Regions from separate parts of the Mus musculus genome. Here all the other regions are linked to region 2. Evidence: chromatin contacts called from public Hi-C and promoter capture Hi-C data. All regions are on one chromosome and are shown on one strand. Each heading gives the region's core, a stretch centred on a gene start, on an enhancer-like site or on the middle of the called end of the contact. The rest is flanking DNA. Distances are from core to core; before and after follow the strand shown. Region 1 holds the start of Mrps7 (mitchondrial ribosomal protein S7). Region 2 holds the start of Ube2o (ubiquitin-conjugating enzyme E2O). Region 3 holds the start of Galk1 (galactokinase 1). Region 4 holds the start of Tmem94 (transmembrane protein 94). Region 5 holds the start of Smim5 (small integral membrane protein 5). Region 6 holds the start of Sap30bp (SAP30 binding protein). Region 7 holds the start of Grb2 (growth factor receptor bound protein 2).

Evidence for each region. Promoter capture Hi-C pulls out the DNA fragments that hold promoters and counts their contacts. Hi-C and Micro-C count contacts between places; a contact is called where the count stands out from the background.
Region 1: a promoter capture Hi-C map of pre-B cells shows a contact between it and region 2, with 2.9 times the contacts expected there. The contact joins the promoter of Mrps7 here to the promoter of Ube2o in region 2.
Region 3: a contact with region 2 is called in a Hi-C map of embryonic stem cells, with 2.7 times the contacts expected there. The contact joins the promoter of Galk1 here to the promoter of Ube2o in region 2. A contact is called at or near these places in 1 of 39 promoter capture datasets (pre-B cells), 1 of 484 Hi-C or Micro-C datasets (embryonic stem cells), 1 of 115 datasets of contacts at active chromatin or transcription factors (embryonic stem cells) and 1 of 9 other capture datasets (embryonic stem cells).
Region 4: a contact with region 2 is called in a promoter capture Hi-C map of hippocampal neurons, with 2.5 times the contacts expected there. The contact joins the promoter of Tmem94 here to the promoter of Ube2o in region 2. A contact is called at or near these places in 2 of 39 promoter capture datasets (hippocampal neurons and liver) and 1 of 115 datasets of contacts at active chromatin or transcription factors (pancreatic cancer cells).
Region 5: a contact with region 2 is called in a promoter capture Hi-C map of fetal liver, with 4 times the contacts expected there. The contact joins the promoter of Smim5 here to the promoter of Ube2o in region 2. A contact is called at or near these places in 6 of 39 promoter capture datasets (the C10 cell line, fetal liver, liver and 2 more) and 1 of 115 datasets of contacts at active chromatin or transcription factors (pancreatic cancer cells).
Region 6: a promoter capture Hi-C map of pre-B cells shows a contact between it and region 2, with 2.8 times the contacts expected there. The contact joins the promoter of Sap30bp here to the promoter of Ube2o in region 2. A contact is called at or near these places in 3 of 39 promoter capture datasets (hippocampal neurons, neutrophils and pre-B cells), 1 of 484 Hi-C or Micro-C datasets (CD4 T cells) and 1 of 115 datasets of contacts at active chromatin or transcription factors (memory CD8 T cells).
Region 7: a promoter capture Hi-C map of hippocampal neurons shows a contact between it and region 2, with 2.1 times the contacts expected there. The contact joins the promoter of Grb2 here to the promoter of Ube2o in region 2. A contact is called at or near these places in 2 of 39 promoter capture datasets (hippocampal neurons and pre-B cells).

Annotation. Positions count from the first base shown.
Region 1 is chr11:115,601,582-115,605,560 of GRCm38.p6, forward strand. Mrps7 (mitchondrial ribosomal protein S7) reads left to right here and starts at 2,559. Exons shown (of 5, transcript NM_025305.3): 1 at 2,559-2,662; 2 at 3,140-3,331; 3 at 3,442-3,505. The coding sequence starts at 2,580. It overlaps Gga3 (golgi associated, gamma adaptin ear containing, ARF binding protein 3), which reads right to left and starts at 2,335. Exons shown (of 17, transcript NM_173048.3): 1 at 2,247-2,335. The coding sequence starts at 2,286. It also overlaps the pseudogene Gm25364.
Region 2 is chr11:116,579,212-116,583,222 of GRCm38.p6, forward strand. Ube2o (ubiquitin-conjugating enzyme E2O) reads right to left here and starts at 2,236. Exons shown (of 18, transcript NM_173755.3): 1 at 1,801-2,236. The coding sequence starts at 2,202.
Region 3 is chr11:116,010,739-116,014,652 of GRCm38.p6, forward strand. Galk1 (galactokinase 1) reads right to left here and starts at 1,981. Exons shown (of 8, transcript NM_016905.2): 1 at 1,776-1,981; 2 at 289-478. The coding sequence starts at 1,940.
Region 4 is chr11:115,763,482-115,767,643 of GRCm38.p6, forward strand. It overlaps Tmem94 (transmembrane protein 94), which reads left to right and starts at 1,952. Exons shown (of 32, transcript NM_028014.3): 1 at 1,952-2,072.
Region 5 is chr11:115,898,125-115,902,254 of GRCm38.p6, forward strand. Smim5 (small integral membrane protein 5) reads left to right here and starts at 2,015. Exons shown (of 3, transcript NM_183259.3): 1 at 2,015-2,218. The region is part of intron 7 of Recql5 (RecQ protein-like 5); the gene reads right to left.
Region 6 is chr11:115,930,939-115,934,977 of GRCm38.p6, forward strand. It overlaps Sap30bp (SAP30 binding protein), which reads left to right and starts at 2,721. Exons shown (of 11, transcript NM_020483.3): 1 at 2,721-2,843. The coding sequence starts at 2,738. It overlaps Recql5 (RecQ protein-like 5), which reads right to left and starts at 2,554. Exons shown (of 19, transcript NM_130454.2): 1 at 1,851-2,554. The coding sequence starts at 1,980.
Region 7 is chr11:115,706,591-115,710,681 of GRCm38.p6, forward strand. It overlaps Grb2 (growth factor receptor bound protein 2), which reads right to left and starts at 2,007. Exons shown (of 6, transcript NM_008163.4): 1 at 1,804-2,007.

The sequences.
Region 1 (3,979 bases), core at 1,309-3,808, 980 kb before region 2:
CATGGAATCCAGTGCCTTGCACATGTTAAGTAAGAGGTCCACCACGGAACAAATGGTTAAACTTTGTTGTTCTTGTGTTCACTTCAGCAGCCCATAAACTAACATTAGAATGATACAGAAAGATTAGCACAGCCCCTTTGCAAAAAATGACACTCAAATTGGTGAAATGCTGCCCCCTACCCCTTCTTTTCCAGACAGGGTTTCACCGTGTAGTTCTGGCTGTCCTGCAACTCACTCTATAGACCAGGCTAGCTTTGAACTTACAGAGATCTGCCTGCCTGTTTTCCGAGTGCTGGGATTAAAGGTGTGCACTACTATGCCTGGCTAAAATAGACTCACTACTTGCTAAACACTAGCTGAATGTGCCAAGCGGGCCTCGAGAGAGAGCTGAAGTCATCAAGAGATGGTTTGTAAGGAAGGATATTCTGAGATAGGTTTGAAGCACATAACTAAGCAAGGGATAAGAGGGCTTCAGGGTTAATGAGAACAGTGTGTGCTGGTGGGAAAAGCATCACCAGGCCATCAAAGGAAAAGGCAGGTAATGGCCAGAGACAGACTGGGAGGAGGGTAGTGGGGTGGCAGCCCTGGAATGGTGGTAAGCTATAACTGCTCTCTTGGGAACAGCATGCAGAGTGGACCAAGGAGAGGCTGCTGCAGTAATTCAGGCAAACCGGAGGTGACAAGGACCTTCACAAAGATGGCACTGACTGGTTCAACGGACTGGTATAAGTCACACTGTCTAGTCAGACGGTGAAATCCCAGCAGTTCTAGATAGAGCAGAAAGAGCAGGCGTTTAAGGCCAGCCTTGGCGTCCTGAGACTCTGTCTCACAAAGACAAAACACCTAAGTCAACCCTGCTTAGCGCAGCTTAGGTCATTTATACTACTCCATTTTTCCTGTTACCGTCTGTGTGGTGAATCAATTCTGCTCTGGCTATTACCCAGTCACACGGTTCCAGGAAAACGGTCTGAGTGGAGGCAGAATGTCCTCTTTGAATTGTGGCCACAGAACCTGTTTCATTAAGTGAGATACTGGGTCTACAATTCCAATTATTTTCATCTTTCAAGAAGGGGAGCTGGGCGTGGTGGTGCACACCTTTAATCCTAGCACTGGGGAGGCAGGGGCAGGAGGATCTCAGTGAGTTCGAGGCCAGCCTGGTCTATACACAGCTGACTGGACACTGGGATCCTTGGGTAAATGATTTTAGCCAATGCCTGTAATCCAGCACTGTACACTCCCCAGAGAACTGTCACATATAGGGAGATGGCTCTATGCCCTGCCCGCAAACATCAGACACTGCAACTGTGATCTTACTTTTCTTTTGGGATGTAGCTTCCCTTAAAGCTAATTTCAATCTCCTGAACAGTAGTTCTTAAGGAAGGCCATGCCTCTAGGAACAACACTCAAGACATCAAAGAGACAACTGTATTCCGTAAAGGATTTCCAGCTCAGGGCTCTACAAAGACGTCTTACCTGATTCGTCTCCATTTCAGAGGCTCTCCCGGGGCTAGCCCTTAGTAAAGTTAATTTATTGACCCTTGATAAGGCGTGATTAACCAGCCTTATTAACCCTTACTAAATAACCTGGATGAACTGTCCGCTAACGTTAAACCTTATTCCTTTGGAGCAATGTACAAATTAGTAAAGATAGCAACACGTCGATATAGCAGCAGTCATTGTTTTTTGAGTTACTCAAGAGCGGGTTATCTCGTTAAAATGAGTGCGTGCATATATGTGTGTGTGTGTGCGCGCATGTGTGTTCCTTCAGTACATATTTAGCACGCTTCGTGGTATATTGTTCCCTGTAGTCGCGCTTTGGAAATGAATTCTCACTTCCAGCATCCTCACTGAGGATGGTCCCACTCTGGAAGCTGCCAGCTGTGTTGTGTGTGCGGCGTGGCACCGCTCAACCCTCCCCGAGGGACCTGTCCAATGCCCGGTCCCAGAGCACAGGCTGGGTGCAGCCCCACCTCAACCTCCCCACGACGCCCGCCTGTCAGCCCAAGGCGCCCGGGTGTCGCTTTCCGGGCCTGCAGGATCTCGCGCTGCAGGTGTCACCCGCGGGAGCCTGAGGACGCGCGGCGGGGAAGGGCCGCTGCTCGCAAGGGGTGTGAGCGCCGGATGCTCGCCGCGAGGCGACGCCGGGTGTGGACTGCCGCGGGCCGCCGCGGCGGAGGGGATGGCGCAGGGAGGGAGGAGGCAGGCCCGTGGTTGGAGGTCAGGTAGAGGCGGCCCCGGATACTCACTCAGCCAGGACTCCAGGCTCTCCCCTTCCGCCTCCGCCATATTGCAGCCGCCCGGTCCGGCCCTGCGCCCTCAAGCCTCGCGAGGTTCTGCGCGAGCAGGGCGGGGGCGGGGCCCGCATGGGGGCCTGAGCGCGCCGAGGGCTGCGGTCCACGGGCGCGCCGGACCGCGTCGGAGGCCGCGAGGGCGAGGATGTGTCTTCGCTTCTTCCTCAGAGGGAACCTCTGAAGGGAAACCCACGCCCGAGGAAAGTGCGCAGGCTCTCATCCGTGTCCTGTCGCTCACTCACGCAGGCGCGCTGTGGGCAGCCCTCCGAGGTCCTGACAGCGGCCAAGATGGCTGCCCCCGCGCTGCGCGCTCCGCTTCGCTGGTCCGGGCTGGCCCTGGGAGTGAGGTGCGCCGTCTGGAACCTTCCAGGGTGAGAAGGCAGCGCGTAGCCGGGACCGCCGCTCGGACCTTCACGGGAGGACCTGGGGAAAGGAAAGAAGCCGCAGGCGAGCTGCGCTGAGTTCTGGCGCGGGAGGGCACTAACTCGGGGCGCCGAGATGGCTGACTCCAGCCATTAAACGGGCCGGTTTGGGGGCTTAGTACCCTGTCCTATGCCTGACAGGCCGGGATGACCTAGATCGGTTCTACCCGGAGCCGAGAGTGCGGCCCTGCTAGAGATCGGAGAACTGGCTTGCGACGGAACAGTGGCCAGTTTCGGGGTGGGGGCTGCCTACCTCTTGGGACAAGGGTCAGAACTGCTGTCAGGTTAGCAGGCGGTCCCAGCGCCACCGTCCCTCGTCAGCGTGATGGCACTTGCGGCTTACTGTTAAGTCAAGCTTGTTCACTTTTGTGGAGTCACAGATTCACCCGTAGGGTTCTGTCTGCTTCCTCCTCGCCCCACTCCCAGGCTCACACAGGTGAGGGGGAGCCGCTATGCCCCCGAATTCCGGGAGCCCTTGATTGACAAGGAATATTACCGCAAGCCGGTGGCGGAACTCACCGAAGAGGAGAAGTATGACCAGGAGCTCAAGAAAACCCAGTTTATCAAAGCTGCGGCCGCGACTGAAACCAGCTCGGTGTTCGCAGACCCGGTCATCAGGTTTGGCGCAAATGCTCCTCTGCTGTGGGCTGGAACTCACCTGGGGCAGTTTTCTGCTGAGGGATCCGGAGTACAGCCCGGGAAAGCTAACCATGTTTTTCTCCTTGAAGCAAATTCACCAACATGATGATGAAGGGAGGCAACAAAGTTCTGGCCCGGTCTCTCATGGCTCAGGTAAGGCCGCTTCTTCCTCTTCAGCTTGTCTTTCTTTTCCCTCAGGCTTGGTGTCTGCGTTTTACACCATGGCTTCAAAACTAGAAAACAGGTTTCTATTCCTGCCATTAAAATTTCCAAGATCTGAGATTGGTGGTGCCCACCTCAAATCCCATCGCTGGAGAAGGCATTTGAATCCAGCACTCGAGAAGCAGAGATAAGTCAGGCCTGCTTGAGCTACAGAGTGAGTTCTGGAACAGAGCTACTTAGTGAGATCCTGTCTTAAAAACAATCAAAACAGAGCCAGAGGTAGGCAGATCTCTGAGTTCCAGACAGCCAGAGCTGTATATTAAGATCCAGTCTTGGGGTGGGGTGGGGGGACAACCTAACAATAAAAGAGGCAGAGTTGGGAAAAGTTTGAGGCCAGGATGGTCAAAAGCTAGTTTCACCCCGGCCAGAGCTACACAGAGTCCCCAGAAGTTTCCCATTCTGTCA
Region 2 (4,011 bases), core at 986-3,485:
ACTGTGATGGTTTTTAATAAGCATTCTGCTGCAAAATGGAGCACTTTCCAAACACTTTTGCCAGTGAACTCAGTTTTCCTAAGAATCAGAAGCTGTTGCCTGACTTACTTACGTGTTCCTGAGGAAAAGCTGAGACCGTGTGTCTGCGTGTGTGCTTCATGTGGATGTGGGTACACACTGGTTACTGAAAGACAGATCACCCCTGCACAAGAACTAGATCACAGCCTCTCCTCAGAGTCAGGCTTTTTCCCAGCTGGTCTCCTGCCATCCTCTGGCTGCAGTGTCTCCCTTCTTAGTATGGCATGAAGCCATGTGCCTCTGCTGTCTTTTTTACCCAGTGTGAGAAACCTTTTTTGTTTGTTTGTTTGTTTGCTTTGAGACAAGGTCTTATTATGTAACTCTGGCTGTCCACTCTGTAGACCAGGATGGCCTTAAACCCAAGAGATCCTCCTGCCTCATCAGCCTCCCTAGTGCTGGGATTAAAGGCATGAGTCGCCAGGCAGTGGTGCTGCATGCCTTTAATCCCAGCACTTGGGAGGCAGAGGCAGGCGGATTTCTGAGTTCAAGGCCAGCCTGGTCTACAGAGTGAGTTCCAGGACAGCCAGGGCTACGCAGAGAAACCCTGTCTGGAAAAAACAAAGACATGAGTCACCATACAGCCTTATATTAATTTCTGAAGAGCCCCCTGCGATTGTTTTGGTGGCTTGGCTCCTCTATACTGTCTAGGCTTGAGGTGAGAATATCTTAATTTCCAAACCAATCTGAACAAGTTGGCAAGGTTTACTCTCAAAATAAAGTAGAATGGTTTAGGACGTAGCTCTACGTCAAAGTGCTGGAGGTTTAGCATCAAGTTCCTGGGTTCAACCCTCAGCACTGCAAAAAACAGTGACTTAACAGCCTTCCCCCAAAGCAGATCTCTCACTTCCAGGGACCTGATTCATGCTTAGAAATGTTTCCTGATGGGGAGGGGCAGGACAGGAGGAGCTGTGAGGTAAAGATATGTGAGAGACAGATACAAAACCACACACTCAGGAAAACAAGCCTGCAAACCAATCTTGGCTTAGGTTTATGATGTCAGTCCGCTCTTGTAGAACTGCTCCATTCACAAGCCTCTTTCCCGAACAGTGGGAGAATGTGGTATTTGCTTAAGAGCCCCAGGTTAAAACCAAAAGAACGAAAAAACAAGATGCAGCTTTTCCCATTGGTCCCTCTCTCTTCTGTCCACGATTTCATAGGCCACCCCACCCCAAGAAGTCCTAGACACCCAGTCGCAGCTGCCACCATCTCCCTCAGTACTATTAATATCATGGCCCTGGACTGGTTCATCATTTCCCTCATAAAGTTCTCCGAGGCAATTCAAAGGATGCAGAGGGGTTACAACAAAAAAGACGTGGGGCCGCTGCCCCACCATGCATTCCGTCAGCATCTGCTCAACTTCTTGGGTTTTCACCTCTATCTTTGTTTTGGAATACCCACAGCCAAGCCCTCCCCGGCACGGCCTTCCCTTCGGAAAGCACAATGCAGCACGGACCTCCTTTAGCGGTGGGGGTTGTAAGCAAAAAACGCCGCACTAGTGTAACGCCGAACGCGCCTCAGCGCCCGAGGAGGTCCCCACGGGCATCCGTGCGCGTCCATCACCCCGAGGCCAACACCACAGCCGAGCATCGCTCGCAAGGCCCCTCCCCTCGCCCGGAGCAGCCCTGCCGGCGTGCGCGCCCAGGCCGGTGTGATGACGGTGCACCGGGCGACGAGGCGGCGTTCCCCTCCCCGAGCCCTGCCGACCGCCCCGGCCCGCCTCACCTTGGTCTCCTTCACATGCTGCTTGACGCCCTCCGGGTACCACTGGACGCGCACGTAGCCGCGCCGCAGAGGGCTGGCCCGGCCCTCCTCGTGGCCCGCGCCCCCGGCCTCGGAGCAGCCCGAGCTGCCGCGGCCGTCATCGTCGCCCTCCGAGTCCGAGTCCTCGCCGTGGATGAGGCGTACCAGCCCGAAGTGCACCGAGCCGCGGTAACGGCCGGACACCAGGTCGTGGGAGAACAGCAGGCGCTGTGAGCCTGCTTCGGGGCCGGAGTCGGAGGACGGCCCTGAGGCCGAGTCCGTAGCGGGCGCGGGCGGCGGGGCGGCGGCGGCGGGGGCTGCGGCCGGGGTCGGGGCGGCGGCGGCCTGGGCCTGGGCGGGTGCGGGCGCTGCGGGATCCGCCATAACTGCTCTGCGCGAGTCTCGGGCGGCGGCAGCAGCGACAGCGGCGGCGGTAGCGGCGGCGGCAGCCTAAGGCGCGGGGAGGCGGGGCCGGCGGCGCGGGGGCGGGGCCGAGCGCGCTGACGTAGGCCTGCGTGCCGCCGTCGTTAGGGCGCCGGGATGCTGTTGCTAGGAGCCGCCGCCCGGTCGCTAGGGGACGCTGAAGATGCTTGGGGCGGGGGTGGAAGGACTGCCGCGGGGCGTGGCAGGGCTGCAGGAACGAAGATGGATTAGGGGCCTGAGGAAGGGTACTGGTCTACCGGAGTTGAGGGGCGGGGACTGCACGCAAAACTGACTGTAATTTCTTAAAAAAAAATTATGCCCGGGTCTGACGTGGTGGCCACGCCTTTAACCCCCAGCTCTCAGGAGGCAGAGGCAAGCCCATCTCTGTTTTAGGCCAGCCTGGTCTCAAAGCAAGTCCAGGTTACACAGAGAAACCCTGCCTCGAAAAAGCCAAACAAGCCAAGCAGTGGTGGCGCACGCCTTTAATCCCAGCACTGGGGAAGCAGAGGCAGATGGACTTCTGAGTTCTAGGCCAGCCTGGTCTACAGAGTGAGTCCAGGACAGCCAGGGCTACACAGAGAAACCCTGTCTCGAAAAGTAAAAACAAACAAAAGAATAAAAAAGCCAAACAAAAATTTTTTAAATGCGGTTTAGTTATGACACATGCTTTTAATCCCAGCACTTGGAAGGCAGAGGCAGGAGGATATCTGTGAATTCGAGGCCAGCCATGACTTACAAAGTGAGTCTTGCAAGGCAGTGGCACACACCTTTAATCTCAGCACTTGGGAGGCAGGCGGGTTTCTGAGTTCGAGGCCAGCCTGGTCTACAGAGTGAGTTCCAGGACAGCCAGGACTAAACAGAAAAACCCTGTCTCAAAAACAAAAACAAAAAACAAAAACAAAAACAAAACCCAAAGTGACAGGGGAGGGTATAGGGGGCTTTGGGGATAGCATTTGAAATGTAAATGAAGAAAATATCTAATAAAAAATGCCTTTAAAAAAACCAAACAAAGTGAGTTTCAGGACAGCCAGGGCTACAAAATAAAACCAAAATAAATAAATAAAATTAATTGAAATTTAAAATTTTATATATATATATATATATATATATTAGAAAACCCCTGTCTTGAAAAATCAAAAAAAGGTGGGGGGGGGAGAAAGAGAGAAAGAAAGAAAGAAAGAAAGAAAGAAAGAAAGAAAGAAAGAAAGAAAGAAAGAAAAGAAAAGAAGAAAAGAAAAGAAAAGAAAAGAAAAGAAAAGAAAAGAAAAGAAAAGAAAAGAAAAGAAAAAAGAGGCAGAGTCTTACTATGCAGCCCTGACTGGCCTGGACTCTCAGAAATCCACCTATCTATGTAAACTCACACTGTAAACCAGGCTGGTTTCAAACACAGAGATCTGCCAGTGTCTGCCTCCCTAGTGAGTACTACAGGTATGTGCCCTCACTCCTAGTCAGTCAAGTTTAGCAAGCACCCTTGGCATCCTAATCAAGTTGTAGCCCTGCAGAGTGACTGCATCTTCATCTTCTAGATGCCCACATGTGCCCAAACTCATGTACACAGATATCATCACAATAATTTTTTTAAGTTGTTGTCAACTGGGTGTGGTGGTGCATGCCATGAACATGTGCCTAGAGGACAGTCTAGTTGGGCACGTGAAACAAATACTCATTAAATAGCTGAAAAAGCAGCTCTAAGGCAGCTTGTAAGCAAGGCTGTAATAGATAGGTATAGAGTATGTAGAGTCCCGGGTGGAACTTGGAAGGTCATGACCC
Region 3 (3,914 bases), core at 731-3,230, 570 kb before region 2:
AAAAACGCGTGCCTTACCAGCCTGCTCCACTCAGGGAGCCACCCACTCTGCTGCCCTCTGAGTGTGCTGGCTTAATCTTCCTACTAGCCTTCCCGATTTAGGGTGGCAGAGGCCAGCAAGCTAACAATTGAATTCGGGCTCCTCTAATCATACAAAGGAAACCTAGGGCAAGTTCCAAGCCTCCAGAACCTCAATGGCTTTATCAGTACAATGGGATGCTCCACCCTGGAGGAATGCCGAGATGGGGTGAGATGATCCTCCCAGAAGCAGCCTGAGTGAGTCCTATACCTGGGTAATGTTGAATCACTCCCTTGACATAATTGGCCCACTGTGGGATTCCAGGCTCCAAGGACCACTGGGCTGAGGGCAGTGGGAACTGCAGTCTTTGGGGCTCGTCTGCATCTTTGGAAGTGGTGAGAAGAGAAACAAGCCCATCTGTCCGGGGGCTGCCAACCATCACGGTCACGAGCTCCAGTGCCTGGAAGGAGTAGGCATGTGTAGTCTATACCACCTGACAGAAGAAGTCCACCCAGGATCACATCATAGCCACAGAATCTATTTTTGGCTTTTTGTTTTGTTTTGTTTTTAAAGTTTTTGAAAACAGGGTCTCACTGTGCAATCCTGTCTGGAACTTTCTATGTAGATCAGGCTATCCTCTAACTAAGAGGCCCACCTGCCTCTACTTCAGAATGCTGGGATTAATAAAAGTATATGTGGGTGGAATATCCCATTGCAAATAGAAAACTCATGTCACTTGAAGTTCTAGAACAGCCCCAGGGTGACTGAAGCAACCAGGATCCAAACCCCAAGGTTCTGTCGTCTGGGACACACAGGGCCGTGAAGGGAATAGGCTTAGCTTGAAGGAGATGGGAGAAAGCGCTTCAATTAAGCGTTAGCCTTGGGGGCTCAGAGCACAGCCTTGTGGGTCTTCAGGGGCGGGGCCAGTGGTGATAGGAATGTGAACCTGGACTCTGCCCTAGCTAGCGTCCAACTGTGGGCCAAAGGGGACAGATAGTGATCTTATGCAAAAACAGGCCCAGAGGGGCTCCAGACTTCCTCCCACCTGGACCCAGCTCTGCACGCGGTAATCCCTTGTTCAGGAACTACTTATGCGCTGAGAGACCCAGGCTGAGAGTCCAAGAACCGAATGTGTAACTTTGAGGGAGTCATTAGTGCTCTGTGGATCTACTGTTTTCTCTGTAAATTCAAGGGGATGGGCCGGGGGGGGGGGGGGGGGAAGCTACATTTACACAGGTCTACCTTTGCATAGGTCTAGGTCGGTGCTGTGGGCCCAATCAAAGTCAGAGGGCTAAATAACCTCCTTTTTTTTCTTTTTCCTTGTTTTAAGAATCTTACAGCCCAAGCTGTCCTGGAACTCACTTTGTAGTTCAGGCTGATCTTGAACTCGTGGCAATTCTCATGCCTGAGCTTCCCCAGTACTGGACTATTAGGAATGCGCCACCATGCCTAATACTCTCTTATATTGCTTCCTTGGTCCTCACATTTTTAAGAGGTTCATACTTCCAAGTTGTGGGCGATGCCCCCAGAAGGCGGGCTCGAGAAGACAAACCGCACAGCCCCCCTCCCCCCAGCTCTGGCTTCCTGTCTTCGCACGTGGACAACTGCACGTCCCGGGGTCTCTCACGTCTGCTAGACCGCTTCACTCCGCCTTCCACCCGGAGGGTACCCGCCCTCCCGTGCCCCCTATGCCAGCCCTTCCCTACCGCAGGCCGGGCCAGCACACACAAGGAAGGGTCCCCAATGCGGCCCCTCACCATGGGCAGCACCAGGCCCTGGTTGTAGTCCGTGTGCTCCCCGATGAGGTTGACGCGGCCCGGCGCCGACACTGCCAGCTCCGGCTCGGCTCCAAACTCCTCCATGAAGGCCCGGCGGGCCTCGGCCAGCAGCTCCTCGACCCGGGGCGGTCTCCAAGCAGCCATGACGCTCGTCTGCAGCTGGGCGCACCGCCCCGCGGGATGCTGGGGGCGGAGCCACGTGGCGCGGACTTACATTCCTGTCCTTCGCGGGACCCCGCCCCCGCTACGACGGCCCCGCCCATCCCACCTGCAGAGCGGGGTCCAAACTTAGCTCTCCAGCGCAAGCCAACGCGGCAGCTGACAGCTGGAGGAAGAGACTCGGTTGCAACTTGTATCTTCGGTGATGTCCTAGCAGGAGTTTGGGGCTCCCACTTGAGTAGCAGTTAACACAAATGGAGATCTGAACTTCCCATCCATCCCTGAACCTGGAGCCTCTTAATGCGCTCCCATCCCCATCATCATCATCCCTCACACAGCCAGGGCAACACCAACACGAGCTGGCAACAGGAACAGCTGAGTGTCCCAGAGGATCTAGCGAAGTTATGCTAAGTCGTCAGCCCCTGGTCGGTCATGTCTCTAACAGGATGATGTGGTACACAGTCTAGGGATAAACAAGGAGAGCCAAGGTTCGAAGCCTTTTACAGGCTCCTTCTCTGGCTCCTGGCGATGGAGGACTGAAGTTCATCTCATCCAGTGGCCGGCAGGAAGCAAGCTCAGGCACTCCTCGATGACGCAAAGGCTACTGCAAAGATGGCTAATGTTGTTGGCCCCTAGCAGTTGCTTCCTCCACAAGAGCCTTGGTCTCAGAGACATGACCATCTAAAGCCTTCATGCTGGCCCAAATCTTTGCCTGGATTCCTAGCTATTCCTGGTCACCTTGTGTGAAACCTTCTAACAGAAGGACTAAAATGTAAGACAGTAAGAGTGGAGAACGGTAGGGGGTGTAGCTCAGTGGTAGAGAGCACATGCATTCAAAAGAAACACACAAATAAATGTACTATCTTATTCAAAAATTAAATAATTTCCAAGCCAGGCATAGTAGTCCATCTCAGCACATGGGAGACTCAGGCCGGAGGAGCGGCAGTCTGAAACCAGTCTGGGCTAAGATTCTGTCTAGAAAACAAATAAACAGGTTTTGTTAACAAAAGACATGTAAATCAAGAAAGCAGTATGTGGGGCTGGAGAGATGGCTCAGTGGTTAAGAGCACTGACTGCTTTTCCAAAGGTCCTGAGTTCAAATCCCAGCAACCACATGGTGGCTCACAACCATCCGTAATTAGATCTGACTTCCTCTTCTGAAGTGTCTGAAGACAGCTACAGTGTACTTACATATAATAAATAAATCTTTAAAAAAAACAAAACAACAAAAAAAGAAGGTGTGATCTTCTAAAAAAAAAAAAAAAGAAAGAAAATAAGAAAAGAAAGCAGTATGTGAGCCAGGCACGGTGGCACACAGCTTTTTAATCCCAGCACTTGGGAGGAAGAGGCAGGAAGATGTCTGAGTTCAGAGGCCAGCCTGGTCTACAGAGTGAGTTCCAGGACAGCCGAGGGAGAAGAAGAAGAAGAAGGAGAAGAAGAAGGCGGCATTCAAAACAATCAACAAGAAGGAAGAGAGGAAGAAAAAAAGAAAGAAAGAAAGAAAGAAAGAAAGAAAGAAAGAAAGAAAGAAAGAAGCAAGCTCTAATAGCACAGGTCAGTACTCAGGAAGCAGAAGCAGGCAGATGCAGGCAGAAGTAGGGTTGTGGCAAATTCAAGACCAAGGTACCTTACATAGGGCTACACAGTGAGACCCTGTCTCAAGTGGGATAAGGAAGGATGGGGAGGGGGAACGGGACTGGGACAGAGACAGGACTGAAGGGACAGGATGGCTGGAGGACTTTGATAAATCCCCGTATTCCCAGCATCTAAGAGGCAAACACTAAGGAATCCTAGCCAGGTATGGCGGCATATACATTTAATCCCAGAACTCAAGAGTTGGAGACAGGCAGAAGATCTGGAGTTCAAGGTCACCCTCAGCTACATAGTGAATTCCAGGCTAGCTCCTACTAGGTAAGACCCTGGGTCAGGAAAACGGACAATCCAAACAATAACAAATCC
Region 4 (4,162 bases), core at 702-3,201, 820 kb before region 2:
AGAGGGCGTCAGGTCTCATTACAGACGGTTGTGAGCCACCATGTGGTTGCTGGGATTTGAACTCAGGACCTTCAGTAGAGCAGTCAGTGCTCTTACCCACTAAGCCATCTCACCAGCCCCTGTATGGGCTAGTCTTATGTCAACGTGACACAAGCTAGAGTCATCAGAAAGGGGGGAAGCTCAATTCAGAAAATAGCCCCACAAATAACTTTTTACAAAAACAATAAAAATAAAAAAATAAAAAATTGCCCCGTAAGATCTGGGTGTAGGCAAGCCTTAGGACATTTGGGTGAGGGCCTACTGTGGGTGGGGCCATCCCTGGGCTGGTGGTCCTGGGTTCTGTAAGAAAGGCTGAGCAAGCCCCGGGGAGCAAGCCAGTGAGTGGCCCCTCCCCATGGCTTCTGCATCAGCTCCTGCCACCAGGTTCCTGCTCAGTTTTTCTTGTCCTGACTGAGTTCTTATCTTGACTTCCTTGAGGATGAACCAAAGTGTGAGCTGAATAAAGCCTTCCCTCCCTCATGCTTCTTTGATCATGGTGTTTTATCACAGCAAGCGTAACCTTAACTAAGGCAGGATTCCCCAAGGGCTCCAGGTTTTGTGGAATGAAGTAGAAAGACCCCAGACCCAGGTAACTAACCAGTTCTGTGCAACAGACAGGGAAGCAGCATGGGAAGGGAGTGTTTGGGCTAAAGTTTCACACGGGCATGTATTTGCATATTGGCTGGGGGTTTTGTTTGTTTGTTTTGAGACAGGGTTTCTCTGTGTAGCCCTGGCTGGCCTGGAACTCACTCTGTAGACCAGGCTGGCCTCAAACTCAGAAATCCTCCTGCCTCTGCCTCCTAAGTGCTGGGATTAAAGGCGTGTGCCACCACTGCCTGGCTGCATTTTGGCTGTTATTAGCTGCAAAGAAATGTAAAAGCTCAGAGAGCTACTGAACAAAGTACTCCAGCATGTTTAAGACTGTAGTGAGTCCATGTGGCAATGAGCCCTGAAAGTGGCTATGTGGCTATCTCCATCATGTTATGAGCATCTATGGTTATGTGGAGAGATTTGGACTTCTCCATCTGTAGTGATAAACTACAGATGTTTGTGTTGAAGGTTTGTGCCAAGGTTCTATGAGTGTTCAAGGTAACAGCTGAACTGGTTTAAACAGAGTTAAATCAGTAAAATGGCTTCTTGTCTAGCCGAAAAGAGGGATTGTAATCGCATGATTAAATTCATTATTATAAGGAAGGGGCTCTTTTTTCCCAGGACCAGATATGACCCTTTCTGACTTCATAAACAGAAAAAAAAACTTTTTTTTTTTTTTTCTAAAAGCAACCCTTCCAGACTTAGATCTCTGGGAAAATGGAAGTAAATACTGACACAGGCTTATTTTGTTTTCCCAAGAGAGGGTTCCCAAGCGATTTCTCTAATTAGTCTAGAAAAAAAAAGTTGTTTTCAAGCTTGTTTTTCCTTTTAGATTTCAAATGAACTGAGGGTGAAATAACAGTATTGCTTTAGATTCTCCAGCTTTGGTTGGTCCATAATATTAGTACTGAGGGACTTTTAAAGATTAAGGAAGAATTGAAGAAAATACAGATAAGGCGATTTTTCAAGGGCCTCATTAAAAAATAATAAAGGGCAGAAGGTATCACCTGACCATGGCTCTAGAAAAATTTAGTGGGTAAACTAATGGGGAGGAAATTGTATGATTGCCTCTAGTCTGGTTCTATAGCGCTAAAAACGCGGGAGCTTCGTGCCGGAGATAGGACCCAGGCTTCCCCGGATCGCTTTAGAGTAACAATCACACAATTCCGCCAGGCTCCCGGAGGGGCGGTGGAGGTTACAGCTGAGCGCACCAAACAGCCAATAACAAATCAGAATCTTCCGCCTACCTCGAATTTCAACCAATCAGCGTCGGGATCTTTGGCTTGTTGGCCTGCGCGTCTGTTGCTGGGGGAAGGCGGCAAGCCTCCTCAGAGTTGCCCACAACGGACATGGCTGCGGCCCCTGGAGGCGGGGAGGTGAAGTGAGGAGGGGGCAGGGAGGGGTGAGGACGCGGGCGAGGAAGACCGTCCGAGGGGGCCCCGGTAAGTACGAGAAGGCCCGCGGCCCGAAGTGGGGAGCAAGGGGGCGTGGGGCTCGGCCTGCTGCGCCCTCTGAGTTCCTACCCGAGGCGAGGAGCGCCTGGGGTGTGCACCTAGCAAGTGGCACCAAAGGGGGTGTCTCTCTGTGCTGGAGGAGAGGGGCCGGCCGGCGCCTGCCTGCAACTCCGGGCCGGCTCCTTCCCTCACGTCCTCAAGGGTTTTTTGGTTTGTTTGTTTTCGTTTTCTCATGTCCCCTCTCTGTCCTGGCTTGCCCCTTGCCGGGGTCCCACGTCAGAAATAAAGGTTGTGTCCAACAAAGAACCCTTGGCCCAGGTCCGCCGTGGCTGGGCCCCGGGCCAGCGACTGCCAATCCTGATGCCACGAGTGTTTATTTGTAGGCCCCTGGGTGTCCCCGGCCCAAATAAAGGCGGTTTTCTGCCACAGCGCGCGCTGTGCTCGCCGCCCGGAGTGGACGGGATCTCTGCACCCGCCCGCCTGCTAGACACTGCGAGGGACTTCCAGTTCAGTGCAAGGCTGCGATGTTGCAGTTGGGGCGTGCTTCCCCGATTTTAGAGTCACATAAAGATGCTTCGGAAGCCAGCGTAGCACCACAGCCTTTGCAGTTCTGTAAAGCAGTTTCCCTGTTTTTTCCCTACCGCGAAACCCTACAGTTAAAAGCCTTGGGGGAAGGTTCAGTACCTAAAGCAACAACAAATAAGAGTGACGGAGGGAATAGAAAAGTTTGACGGTCACTTTCAGAGTCAGACCATTGTACAGTGTAGGCTCATCCTGGAGAACGAATTAGCAGTTCAGACAGAGTCCCCGGACACTCTGCAGTGGAATGTCACCGGCTGTATTCGCTGTCACTTCTCTCTTGGCAGAATTACAAGCAGGGGAACCTAGAGTCTGGCGAGCACTGCATTAACAAGCTACCTCTTTGATAATCAGTACCCCCAGGTAGTTTGAGAGGTAACTGCCCTTGAACGCCCGCCTCTGCACATTCCACTTGGTATAAGACCTCAATAGATGGTTAGAAGACAGGCAGGAGGCTGGCCAGGCCACAAGAGGGAAAGAAATCAGAAAACACTTGACATTTCTATTTTAAGTGGCTAGGAAGTGCCAGCTCCCAGGGAAGAGAGTCAACCTCAACCGTTTGGAAGGCTTACCTCCTGAAGAACGAATTAGCAATAAAGGTCACAGTCCTTGTGCTCCTCCCTGCTCCTTTCCCCTAAATTGGACTCCAGAATCAATTTCTATACAGCAGTCAGATGCTTACTGCCGACACGCTAGGTATTATTTAACCTGTCGTGGTCAGTGAGCTGGAAAGACCTTCGGGGCCTCTAAGGACACCCCTGATTTCCGAGTGAGAAGGCTCCTGGTCTCCCACTGCACCTTGCGGTAACCGGTAACCCCGTGTCGGTGGTTTTTATTCCGTTGCTATTGTGTCTGTGTTCTGTTCACTGCGCTGTCTTCCATGGCTGAAAAGATAAGTTTCTGTAATAGGGTTTGAAAGTCTAGTTTGCAGGCGGGCTTAAGTGAAGTAAAGGTTAGGCCGCTGCAGAATCGGAAAGTTTTCCTTCCAGAAGACTCAGCCATTGTGGTTTGGTGATCAGGGGTTTGTATAATCATCAGCTTGGCCTGCGGCTGCCGGCTTGGTAGTAAACAGTGCTGGTCACATGGTGTGGGAAGGAGGGAAAGGGCCAGATTTCAACCCAACCTTGACGCTCTCTCCTCCCTAACCCTGGTACATCTCACTATGGAGTTGTTTTTGGTTTTTGTTTTTTCAAGACAGGGTTTCTCTGTGTAGCCCTGGCTGTCCTGGAACTCACTTTGTAGACCAGGCTGGCCTCGAAGTCAGAGATCCTCCTGCCTCTGCCTCCCGAGTGCTGGGATTAAAGGCGTGCTCCATCACTGTCCGGCCACTGATAGAGTTTTAACATAATCGTGTGATCTCGGTTTTTATAATTTCGGGATCCACTGGAAGAAGACTCTTGTGCTAAGCAGCCTTCCTTTGCGGGAAGTTCTCAGAACCTACCGGGAAACGAGGAAAGACGTTATTGATGAGAGACACAGAGGCGTATAAACCTGCCCTG
Region 5 (4,130 bases), core at 765-3,264, 680 kb before region 2:
GATTCCTGAGTTCTGGGTCTGTAGGCATGAGCTCCCACAAACAGTTTTCATGGGTATCTTGATCTTCCCTGAGGGAATTAGGCTTCCCCTGGCGCCCACCATGAGCTTTTTGCCCTAGGCTGAAGGCTGTACCTAGCATAGCTCCTGGAACAGATGATTCTCAACCTGTGGGTCTCAAGCCTTCTGGTGCTTGAAAGACCGTTCATAGGGTTTACCTAAGACTATCCACCAAAAAACATATATTACAATTTATAACTAGCAAAATTCCAGTAATAAAGAAGGAACAAAAAGGATGTTATGGTTGGGGGTCGCCAGAGCATGAGGAAGGCTGAGAGTCACTGTGCTAGAGGCACACAATGCTGAGAGCGGCCATCATGCCTAGTCACTCGTGAGCCCACTCACCAGGGAGATCCAGCCTCACTAGAGCCTCACTAGAGCCTCCCTCTCAGCCTCTAACTCCAGATGTTCCCCTGCGGATAACCACTTCCTGCCCAAGCTGGTGGCAGGAAGCCCACCTGGTGCAGGAGGCCAGTCTCTTTTCGGATCCCCAGGCTGAGGCCCTGGGAGAGGCCACTGTTCTATCAGGGTCCTTACAGTCATCTCTAGTGCCAGAAATGTGGTACAGGGTTGGGAACCAGAAGAGACAGCGCGAGGCAGGGCAGTTTGAGTGCCCAGGCTTAAGATTAGCCGGCACTAACAGCTTTGGAACAGAGGGTTTTCTTAGTCTGAATACTGCTTGCGGATCTGACCCCACACAGCAGGCTACTGTAAGGAAAGCAAATTGCAATGCCACCTTCTAAAGAAGTAGGGTCCCTCCAGCAAAGTGAAGAACAGCCCTAAAACTGCATAGAAGTGGCAGGAAGACAGCTGAGACAGCCACTGGGGGGCGCTCTTGCAGCCAGCTCCCACTAACACTGAATATACACGACAAATGTTCCCTCTGCCTGTACAGTGGTGGCCTGTCCTGTCTCTGAGAAGCTTTGGCATCTAGGCACTGTGACCATATGGTTGTCTACACCCTGCCCCAAGCCCTGGCTCACTGGGGTTTTGTGCTCAGATTCAAAGGGCTCCATTGACTGCAGAGCTGAGGTCAGTCCTCCCCCTGCAGCCTGGTCTGCTGGTGGCAAGACCGACAAACGTTAATGGGCCAACAGAGCTGTCATGCAGACAGCTGAGCAGAACGAGACCAGCAGTGACCTTTCTCTTAGAAGGACCCAAGGCCCCTCACTAAAACAAGCAGGCTACTTTTCTTTCTTTCTTTTTCTTATTTACTTATTTTTTGTTTTTTTCGAGACAGGGTTTCTCTGTGTAGCCGTGGCTGTACTGGAACTCACTCTGTAGACCAGGCTAGCCTCGAACTCAGAAATTTACCTGCCTCTGCCTCCCAAGTGCTGGAATTAAAGGTGTGCACTACCATGGCCGGCGCAGACTACTTTTAGAGTATCTAGGATCCTCATCTTCCCCCCAGATGCCCCTGGGTAGATGGCAGAGTACCACACCAGAGGGCTGCTTGAAAGCTTGCTGACGTGCTTGGGTGATCCTGTAGCCCGGTTTTCTTTCTGGCAGAGGGCAGAGAGAGCAGCCAGAGTGTGGCCCAAGAGACAGACCAGGGTGGTCAGGGACACAAGCCAAAAAGGCCATCCAGAGGGTGCTGGGGCACCCAAGAGCGAGTCACTCCACCCTCTTCCTCTGGCAACCTCAGACGGAGCCCCCCGGGGTTATTTCCACAGGGAACCACAGCCAACCACTTCTGTCATTAGCCCAACCCCAGCCCTCCGCCTACAGCCTACAGCCTACAGCCTGGCTCAAAGGCAGGAGGAGGGCAGAACAGGAGGAAGAATAAGAGAGGGAGCCGTCTGGGGATCCAGAGAGCAGAGTGGACCTCTAGGCAGGGAAAGGCATAGGGCGTGAAGGGCAAGTCAAGCTCAGGGGAGGACTCCCTGGGCTCCTCCTCACAACTGTAATTTGACACCTAGATCTCCAGGACAACCAACAACAAAAAAGCTGAAGCGATGAGGCGCTGAAGCTGGACAGCAGCTGGCTGTCAGCAACCGGGAGCTAGCACCAGGAGGTGCCCGAGTGAGAAGCAGCCGCCTAGGCAGGAAAGTGGCAGCGCTGGTGAAGAAGTCAAAGGTGGTGGCCAAAGGACTTCCAGGAGGTACATAGAGGCTCTGTACTGGGACACCTCTTCGAGGCTCCCCACTATCTGAGCTCCCAGGTAAGAGACACTGGCTAGAGGTGACAGGATCGGGAAAGGAGGGCAGCCAGGGTCTCGTATCTCTGGCGAGGAGTCACAGCTTAGCATGAGCTCGGAGAGGAACGTCTTGGGGGATATATTAGGCCACTCTCCTATGGGAATTTAGTCACCTCCTCTGTGTGTATACCTGAGTGCTCTTCCCCTGGGACCTGGTACTAGAGAAGGGGGATGTACTGCTACTCGGTGTGTGGCACAGGGGCTGGGGGCTGCTGGACACATCCATTTAAACCTTTTCTATTCAGTGAGTTTAGGATATGGCCCCCAATCTTGCTGAGCCTCCATTTCCGAAAGGATTAGGGCTGAGCCCTCCCTGGTTCTCAAGAAGGCTCAGGACAAGGTGTGCCCAGCCTGCTGAATGGCCTCTGGCCCCAGGAGCTGGTAGAGCCAGCAGCAGAACTGCCTACTTGGATGCTGGACAAGAGCAGCAGCTTTCCTGTCTTTTGGAGTTCTGACCTGCTCACCGCTGTGTGCTTCCGGCTCAGGATCATCCTAGGGAGGAGTCTCTGCACCCACTTAGATTACCAGGACCCCTGATCCTCCTTTGGCAATGATCTCTGAAAACTGAGCCAGGGATATGCACCCTAATTCAAACCCCAAGTTTGGAAAGGAGTTTGTGACTACATGAATGAGTTTGGAAAAGACCCCAGAGTCTCTTCCACACTAACTACTGTAATGGTTGCCCCCAGACAGCTCTTCTCTTCAGTCCTTGTGCAGGGCAAGCACAACCTTCTTGGGCAGGGCCTCACGAGAGGAGGCTGCTAAGCCCTTCTGCCTCCTGTCCTCACACTGGGGTTCAAGTCCCCGTGAGACGTCCCTTCCAAAGCAAACACACTGTTATCCAGTAAGAAAGAAAAACATCATTCAGTTTTGGAAACCAAGGGGAGGGCCGAGAGTCTCTTTGGCTCAGCAGAGGGGGTGCACTCTGGTTTGTGTGGGACTGGGAAGCTAACTCCTGTGGTAATACTAACAAGTGTGCAACAGAGGGACTGCACTGCAGCTGAGCCACATCTGGGACACACAGGCTCCAGCAGTCCCTGAGCTCAGAGGGAGGCCCAGCTTCTATGGCTGCAGGAGAGGAGCTCGCTTAGTTTCTATTGGCCACCAGAGCAGGAAGTTCTCTCCATTGTCTAGAAAACTTGGGGACCAGGGCAGCAGAACCACCAAGGCTTCAAGCACCCACTTTTGACTCCAAACCGGAGCCCCAGCACTGATGGAGTTGCTCAAACACTCAACAGGCACAGTGGGCATCTCTGCCCTGCTGGTTAGGCTCTGACCTCTCAGGTCTCTCACATCTGTTGGTTATGTCTCATTCGAGATGCTCCTCAACGGACAAAAGGGGCTGAGAGCCCCCATGACTCTTATCAGGCACAGACACGCTGCTTGCCCTCATCCGTGTGGGGAGCTGGAGTTGGATGATCAAGTAGACAAGGAGGAAGTAGAGAAACTGTGGGACCAAGCTTCTGCTGTCTGGCCTACAGGACACTTACTATATAGCAAGAACCTCCATGTCCCATGCCACACCCAGGAACACTAATCGGTCCCCCAGCTCGGCCAGTTTCCTTCTCTGTTGTGCTAGCTCTCTGATCACTGCCTGTGGAGCATCCACAGAAGGTTCCAAATCTGCTGCACAAGCGGCCTGGGCACCAGTGGGCCTCAGTGGCAGCCAAGCCTGTTCTCCCTCCTGGACCAGAGAAAGCTACCATTTGTTCTACCAAACATAGCATTAAGAGAGACTCTAGTTCCCCCAGGTTTGGGGCATAAAGTCTGGTTTAGAAGTAATTGGACAAACCTGGGACTGATCGTTTTGGAAACACAAAATTACCAGTAGCTTTGCTTGGCTTCACCCAAACCTAGGGTGTATCCAGTCAATGGG
Region 6 (4,039 bases), core at 1,471-3,970, 650 kb before region 2:
ACTCAATTTGTAGACCAGGGTGGCTTCAAACTCTGAGATCTGCCTGCCTCTACCTCCTGAGTGCTGGGATCAAAGGCGTGCGCCATCATGCCTGGCTTTTTTTTTCCCTCTAAACGGATTTTCACTACTTAACAGTGGCTGGCTTGGAATTTGCTGTTGACTGAGCTGGCTTTGAACTTGCTTGATCCTCCTGACTCTGCCTTCCAAATGCTGGGATTACAGGCCTGTCTAGCCAAGCCTGGCCCTGGATGTTGTAAATCAAATGAGAATGTAGGAAAAGCACCTAGCAGAGCATACATTCACAGGAGTGTCTTGGTATAACGTTTGTTTCCATGTATTCCCTTCCCCACTCTTCCTATGCAAAGGGCCTTGGGAGACCTAGACATTCAGAGAAACTGCTTCTAACAGTGATACTGTGATGGCTAAAGAAACTCCATTTTGTGCTAGGTACCCATCTGTCTCTGACTCACGTTTCTAGAAGATAAGTTTCCATCAACCTTGACTCCCTGACTCTGCTCAGAAACGTGCAGCTGTGACCATCTGCCTGTTATGCTGTGACTAGCTGCAGTTTGTGGCTTCTGTAACTTGCTTATGCAGATATTCAAGGACTATTTAGAGGTCACCTTGACTATCTAATCTTGGCAGCTTTTGGGGATTTTGCCTTTAAAAGCCTTTCTTCACCCACCTCTGTGAAGCATGTCTCTGATTTGGGTTAGAGACTGTGGCCCTGCCAACAGCTTTACTAAATTTGGCTAATTACAATCTAAATTGAGTCTGGGAGTCTTTCACCGTTGGTCCTTACCAATACTTAAATAAAGGTAGTAAAAGCAAAACAAACAAAAAGTTCTAAACAGAGCATTCATTGGGTGTTGTGGCACACGCCTTTAATGCCATCACTCAGGAGGCAGAGGCAGAAGAATCTCTGAGTTCCAGGCCAGCCTGGTTTATAAAGTGAATTCCGGCACAGCCAAGGCTACAGAGAGAAACTGCATTTCAAAAAAACCAAAAAGTAAGAAAGTATTGGGGGGGGGGGTATAGGTAGAGGAAGACAGATCTCTGGAAATTTGAGGCCAGCCTGGTCTACATAGCTAGTTCTGAGCTATCTAAGAAGCCAAAGCTGCATGGTGAGAACCTGTTTTTAAAAAAACAAATCAAAACAAGGCTTGAGTAGTCTTGAGCCACTAGGATATGACTATTTGGATTAGACACATCCAGGGAAGCAGAGTACTGGTTACACCGGGGTAGATATGCAAGGCTAATCATTCAGTCCTCTGTTAATAAGTCTGTTGGTGGCACTGCTGCTCCCATCTGGACAAGCTATCTCCAGCTTACAGTGTTATTAGTCTCTCCTTTTCTACCTGGAACTCAAGCTACTCGCTCTTCAAGGAAATGATTACCTAGGTCACTGACAAGATTAAGCACTACTGCCACTTTTGCTACTACTTGCACAGGGACAAGAATGGGAATCTAGGAACAGAAGTCAAAGACAGACTGTCAGTCTGGCTATGAAAAAACCAGAAGTGTGAGTGGTTCTGTCCAAAATTTGTAGGTTATGATAGCCCACACCTGTAATACCAGTACTTAATAATCCAGAGGCAGAAGGACCGGCTCAAATTTGAGGCCAACTTGATGTATATAGAGAATTCCAGGCCGGCCAGGGCTACATAGACCATCAATAAACAAATAGATTCCCAGCAAATACCCACTAGCTTTGGTCACGAAAGAATTCCAAACCAGTGGTTTTCAAAGATTTCCAAAGGGTGAGGAGGTAGGAAGTTAAGAGGGTGTTGTGCCACAGAGCTACTACGGTACCGCCAGCAGTCTGCAAAACAGGTAGCTTGGTATGTTACCTTTCACTACAGCCATGGTCGCACTCTCTTGTAAAGGTGTTTTAAAAGAATCAAACCCAAAGACTTTCTTCAGGGTGCTCCGGACTCGCCGCTCCCGGTCGAAGGGAGTGGAGAAAGGACGGGCGCTCATCTTTGCAAAAAGCAGCAGCCAAAAGGTTAACGCAAAGGTGGGCAAAGGCAATCCCGAAAAAACCCTCTGCTCCACGTTAAAATATAGCCTATGTTTCTCCTGCCGAGTAAGCTGCTATGTTACACTTAAATATCTCATTCCCCAGCAGTAAAAGTGAAGGCTGAATTGCTTCACGCAATACATTCCTGAGGGATTAACATTACTTCTCCCTTTAATAAAAATAAAAACAATGAACTTTCCAGGTCAGGTGGACAGAGCTACAAATCGGACCACAACAAAGCCCACAAACGTCTTCAAAGTCGACCAGAGAACTTGGAATCCTTTTTCTAGGGTCCTTGTTCTAGAAGCGAAGCCATAGATACCATTCATCAAGGACGCCGACCCCCCGTTCCTCCTCTGAGCCCCCAAGTCAACAGCTCTCGCCCTTTGCCAGACAAATGCTCTCCAAGATGTCAGACCCCAGGCTCTTTTCGGTTGGCTCTGCAGCTTTCCAAAGAACACTACTCCCTAACTCGAACTCAGAAGCCAAACCGCCCGAGAAGTCAGCGAAGTAGAAGCCGCAAGACCTTACTTCCGTCCCGTGCTGATGACGTTTCCAAGAGCTGAGCATGGGGGCGGAGCCATGCCCAGACACAGCCCTTTTGATTGGTTGTCATTCGGGCGCGGAGTCTCCTGGGATCCGGAAGAAGTTGGTTTTCTCGCCCCTAAATTGGCTTATGAGTCATAGGCCTGAGCCACACCGCGCTGTGGGAGTAAGATGGCGGGGAAGAAAAATGTTTTGTCGTCTCTTGCAATTTATGCGGAATATTCAGACCCTGAATCTGATGGCGAAACTGGAGTCGACGCTGTAGGCGGAGCGACTGGTGAGACTTGAGCTGGAAAGGGGAGGGTCTGTTATGGTTACCAAATGCTACCTCTCTAGCGGGGCATGGGGAGAAGATGCTCTTTGTGCTCCAGGTATCGGGTCTTGGAACCCCAAAGCGCAGTGGATGTCCTAGGTCAGACAGAGCATTAGAACCTCTACTACAGTACGAGTGATCTCTCTTTCTGCGATCCTCTACGCAAGGCGTCATGCTGGCCAGAGGGTGGACCAAGGGGGGTACGCATCTGTCGAGACATCACTGTCTCGTTGTTTGATGGGGAAGAGAGGAGTGAAATGTACCTGGAGGATAGTAAAACTTGTGTTTCGTTAAGTTGGTAACTTTTAAGGAATCGTTTCTAAGTCTGCCCTAGAGTTTTTAAAAATGCATCTCTCCTAAGTGCATAATTCTGGGCTTTTTCATAGAATATGCTAGACAAGCCTTTTAAGGCGGTAGGGTGATTCTGTTGTTTGGTGAGTTTTAAAAGCCTATCGGTTGCCCTCAGACTGCGAAGCATAGAGGGAACAGATTTCTTGAAGGAAGCAAATTACCTGATATACCAGAGCTTTGGGTCTTCTTATCTGCAAAGTAGGGGCAAAACAATGAGGAAGACAGTCTTGTGCATAGAAGGCGTTTTTGAGGTTGCACATGAAACAAGATAGAGATGTGTGTGGTATGTCAAAACAGGAGTTTAAACGACCTGTTGGGCTGGTTCAAAGAGGAGAAGACTTTAACTGCCCTAATAGGCCAACAGCATGTAATAGTTCCCCAACCTTTGGAACTGCTGGGAACCAAACCCAGGGCCTTACACTCTTAGGAAAGCATCCCACTACTTTGTTACTTCCCCAGCCTGTCCTGAAAATATTAGAACATGAATTTAATGCTTGATTTTCTTTTCATATACATCTGTACATATGGAGTGGGCCTTGCATGTGAGTTCTGCCCATGGTGGACAGAGAGAGGCATCAGCTCTTCTGAAACTGGCATTTGTGAGCTGCCTGATGTGGGTACTGGAAACTGAACTGTCAAACTTACAGAGATCTGCCTGGCCCTGTCTCCAGAGAGCTTGAATTAAAAGCATGGGACACCAAACCCTGTACATTATGCACTCGTATAAGAGTCATCTTCCAATACCCCTGTTTTTGTTTGTTTTGAGACAGGATCTCCCTCTAGTCCTGACTGTCCTGGAACTCAGGCTG
Region 7 (4,091 bases), core at 757-3,256, 870 kb before region 2:
CATAGTGGAAATCATGAAAAAACCTCAGTAACACAGCAAACGGTGCTTAAAACCAACTATCGGGCCAGAGAGAAGAATATGGCTGCTCACAACCCTCTGTAACTCCTGTTCAAGGGGTATTGGTCCTCCTTTAGCATCTGAGGGCACCAGGCATGTACACACACACACACACACACACACACACGCCCGCGCGCACGCGCAGGTAAATACACTCAAGAATGTAAAAAACTTAAAAATCACTTTTAAAAGCCTGATTAGGACTAAATCATTTGTTAGGGTAGGTAGGTAGGCTTTAATTCACAAATATCAAAGTTCTCTTCTATTTCAAGCTATCTTACTTCACAAACTCCCATGGGTGATTTCTCACTTAACAATAGTTAACCTCACTAAAACCTTAAAAAGGAGTCTTTCAGCTCCCAAACTGACTCAATCTCCCTTACTAACAGTGAGGGGAAACAGGAGGGAGCAAGAAGGAAAATACTACGAACAAACCATGATCTGTGAAAAAAAAAAAACACCAAAATACAAGTAACACAAGCAAACAGGCAAAATCCACTTGTGAACTGGTCACTATCACTTACTTAGGGATGAATTCAGTCCTTTGAGTTTCCTAGTTCCCAGGGGGAGAACTTAAACAGCCCCCTACCACCAACACCACCACCCGCCCCCGCCCCCCTGGCTCCCAAGTAGCCCTCCTGGCTGCCTGATGAATACAGTGGACGTTAAAAAAGGAATGCAAACAGGGAAGGTATCTCCCTCCAAAAGAAAAGGGGATCTTAGAACGACGGAGAAAATGAACAGTGCCCAAACCAGCAGAAACTTGAAAATTATAACGGAGGAACAGCAAGAAGGGGAAGTAGATTTTTTTTTAAAGGGGGCGGAGGGACCAATGACTGGCGCTACAGATGCTTTTCGTGTCCCTAGTAGCGTAGAATGGAGACAGAAGGCAAAAACGGAAAAGTGAAAGAGAGGTGAAGAAGTCAAAAACAAAAAACAAAACAAAAAAACAACAACAACAAAACCCAGTTTCTCTAGCCTCTTTCTGAGTGTCAACAGCACCGAAAGATGACGTTGAACGCGCTTCGGCTACCCGGCAAACTGCACTGCTATAGCTTTTGAACACAGCCTAAAATCCCTTTCTTACCAACCCACACGACCTAAGAGTGTTGCAGGAACCAACGGGGCTCTCTCCCCAAAATTCCTTCCTTCCAGCATTCCTATCCGCTGCTGCTGCTGCTTCCCCCCCACCCCCCAACAAGTATTTTTTCCCCCTCAAGTCCTTCTAAAAAGAGAAGCGCCCAACTCTCACAAAGACCCGTCGGCGGGTCCGGGTAACAATCATTCTAAGTCACGGTGGATTCCCGCACACAATTCCACCGCAAGATGCCAAGAGGCGGTGACGTGGTGGCCTTGCAGGTCAAAGGAGCATCAATCACCACGTTAGCTGCGGGCACCGAATCCCCCGCCTCCCGGGCTCAGTCAGCCTGACTCAGAGCAGCAGCCTGCGCCTCTCGGCTGCTCCGGGCTCCCCAGCGTCCAGCCGGACGGCCGCCACACCAGACCTCCCCGGCGGGCCGGGTCTCTGCCCCCAGCGGGAGGAAGACCGGCACCAGGAAGGAAGCGCCCCAAAAGGGGAAACGAGGAGACGGCTGCGCAGCCGCTGCGCTCGGGTCCCAGCCTTCCCCGGCCCGCGAGCGGCCCTCCCCGGCAGCCCCGAGCAGCCCGGGCCCGAGCCGCTCGCCGCCGCGCGGCGCGGGGACCACGGAGCTCCCGCTCACTTCCCGCCCGCTCCCCTGCACTCACCGTGACGCGCCGTCCACTCCGTCACCCGGCCCGGCCCGCCCTGCGCTGCCGCCCGCAGCCGCCAACCTCGCTGCTGCTCCCTGACTGCGGCGCCCGCTGCCCCGACCGCCGTCCCGGCCGCAGCCCCGCTCGCTCTCGCCGCCGCCGCCGCCCGATCGCAGAAGCAACAGAGCAACCTAGCTTCCGCTCCTCGCCAGGGTCCCGCGAGAACTTCCCCACGCGGCCCCGCCCCGCCGCGCCCCGCCCCCGCGAGACTTCCCCCGGCGGAAAAGGCCCAGAGCGCAAGCGCTCCTCCTCCGCTCCGCCCGGCAGGTAGCCTAGAGGGGGGCTTCGCGCATGCGTCAGCTCGGCCCGCAGCAGGTGGCACGGACTCGGCTCCGCCCCTGGGCCGTTGTAACCCTCTACGTGCCGGAGCAAGTGAATTACAGCTCTGCTCTAGAGGAACGGCGCTTTCCACACTCTAATCACGTCCTTTCTACCAAAACAAAGCAAAGAGGCACCGAGGAGCGGGGAGAGATCTCAGGATGGCTCAACCCAAATAGAGGACCAGTTCTAGAAACGTTTGGGGATCTGGTTCGTGCAACCTGCAGTATTCGATGAATTGTTTGATTAGTCTGTTCACGCAGTGAACCACATACCCAGTGTAAGTAAGCACTGTGCTGGGTAAAGAAGATGAAACAACGAGCAGAGATCCTGGCCTTCAAGAGGTTAAATCGAGAGAAGCAGCAGAAGAGTAAACAAGTAATGTCTTGGCTGGAGAGACCTCTCAGGTCAAAAACTGCTTGCTGCTCTTCCAGAGGACCTGCACCCACACCAGATGGCTCACAACTGTCTGTAACCCCAGTTCCAGGAGACTTAGTGCCGCTGGCCTCTGATAGCACTAGCATTCACCTGCACACACCCTCATGCGCGCGCGCGCGCGCGCGCACACACACACACACACACACACACACACACACACACATACACACACAGCTATAACACTTACACATAGCTCTTTGGGGGAATGCTGAGGAAGCCAAAAAGATAGAGAAAGGCTGGCTCTGTTCCTCAGCCCACTGTATAAAAGACTTAACAAAGAAGGTGATGTGGAACTGAGTACTGGAGGGCGAGTAGGAGTTCCACAGCACAGGAGCCAGGGTAAGCGCTTAGCCAACAAACGGAATGGCACAGAACAGAGAGATGGATGGAGGCGTGAGAAAGTCGTGTTCTGTGCGATGCAAAGTGCATAGATAGGTTCCTGTGCGGGGCTGCCGGTTTTGGGGGAGTAGTAGATGAAGCTTGGAGAAGTACCTCTCAGTTCCAAAAGCTCTTTTCAATTATAGGAGAGCAAGAACACAGCCAATGTCAATGTGTTCTCTAGAAGCCAACAAAATACAGTTAAGAATACCCAAGCCTCTGCTACAATAATGAGTCCACTAAAATAAGGCAAGTGAATTGTTCTTTCGACAAGTGTTTACTGAACATCATTTGCAATTGAAAATGCCTTTCAGAGCAAAAGATGAAGCCAATGACTCCAGCAGTTTGCGATTTAGATAGAGCTACTTAGTTTCAAAGAGAAGAACGCTGGCCCTAAGTACCAGGGACCTACATATTAGAATGACCAGTTACAAAAGGGAGAGCTGCCCGGCAGAGGTGGTGCATGCCTGTAATCCCAGCACTTGGGAGGCAAGGCAGGTGGATTTCTGAATTTCTGAGTTCAAGGCCAGCCTGGTCTACAGAGTGAGTTCCAGGACAGCCAGGATGGCACAGAGAAACCCTATCTAAAAAATAGGGGGGGGGCTGTCATTTGGTGGTGGAATAATGAGAGGTGAAGCCAGGGTGCTCATCTTAGGTTTCAGTGTCAAGTGATGTGCAACCTTAAAGCCTGGGAAGTAGATATCTGTAGGAAATGACAATATACCATCCAAATACCAGAGTCACAGCAACTCCATAGGACAGCTAATGCCTTCATTTCATTCTTAGATACAGACAGTGAGAAGACAGATCTCGTGACCTACCACCTGTTAGCCCTTCACCAGGAGTTCTGAGGCAAGAGGATTAAGACTTTTGAGGCTGTAAAACTGGAGAGATGGCTCAGTGGTTAAGAGCACTTGAGAAAGACCCAGGCTTCATTCCCAGCATCTTCATGGCACTAACGATCATCTATAACTCCAGTTCTTGGGAATCCAAGGTCACTTTCTGACACCACACACACATATGGTACACATACATCCTTGTAGGCAAAGCACTCATACAAATAAAGTGAAAAATAATTTTAAAGGGGATTTGAGTCTATCCTGAGCTGT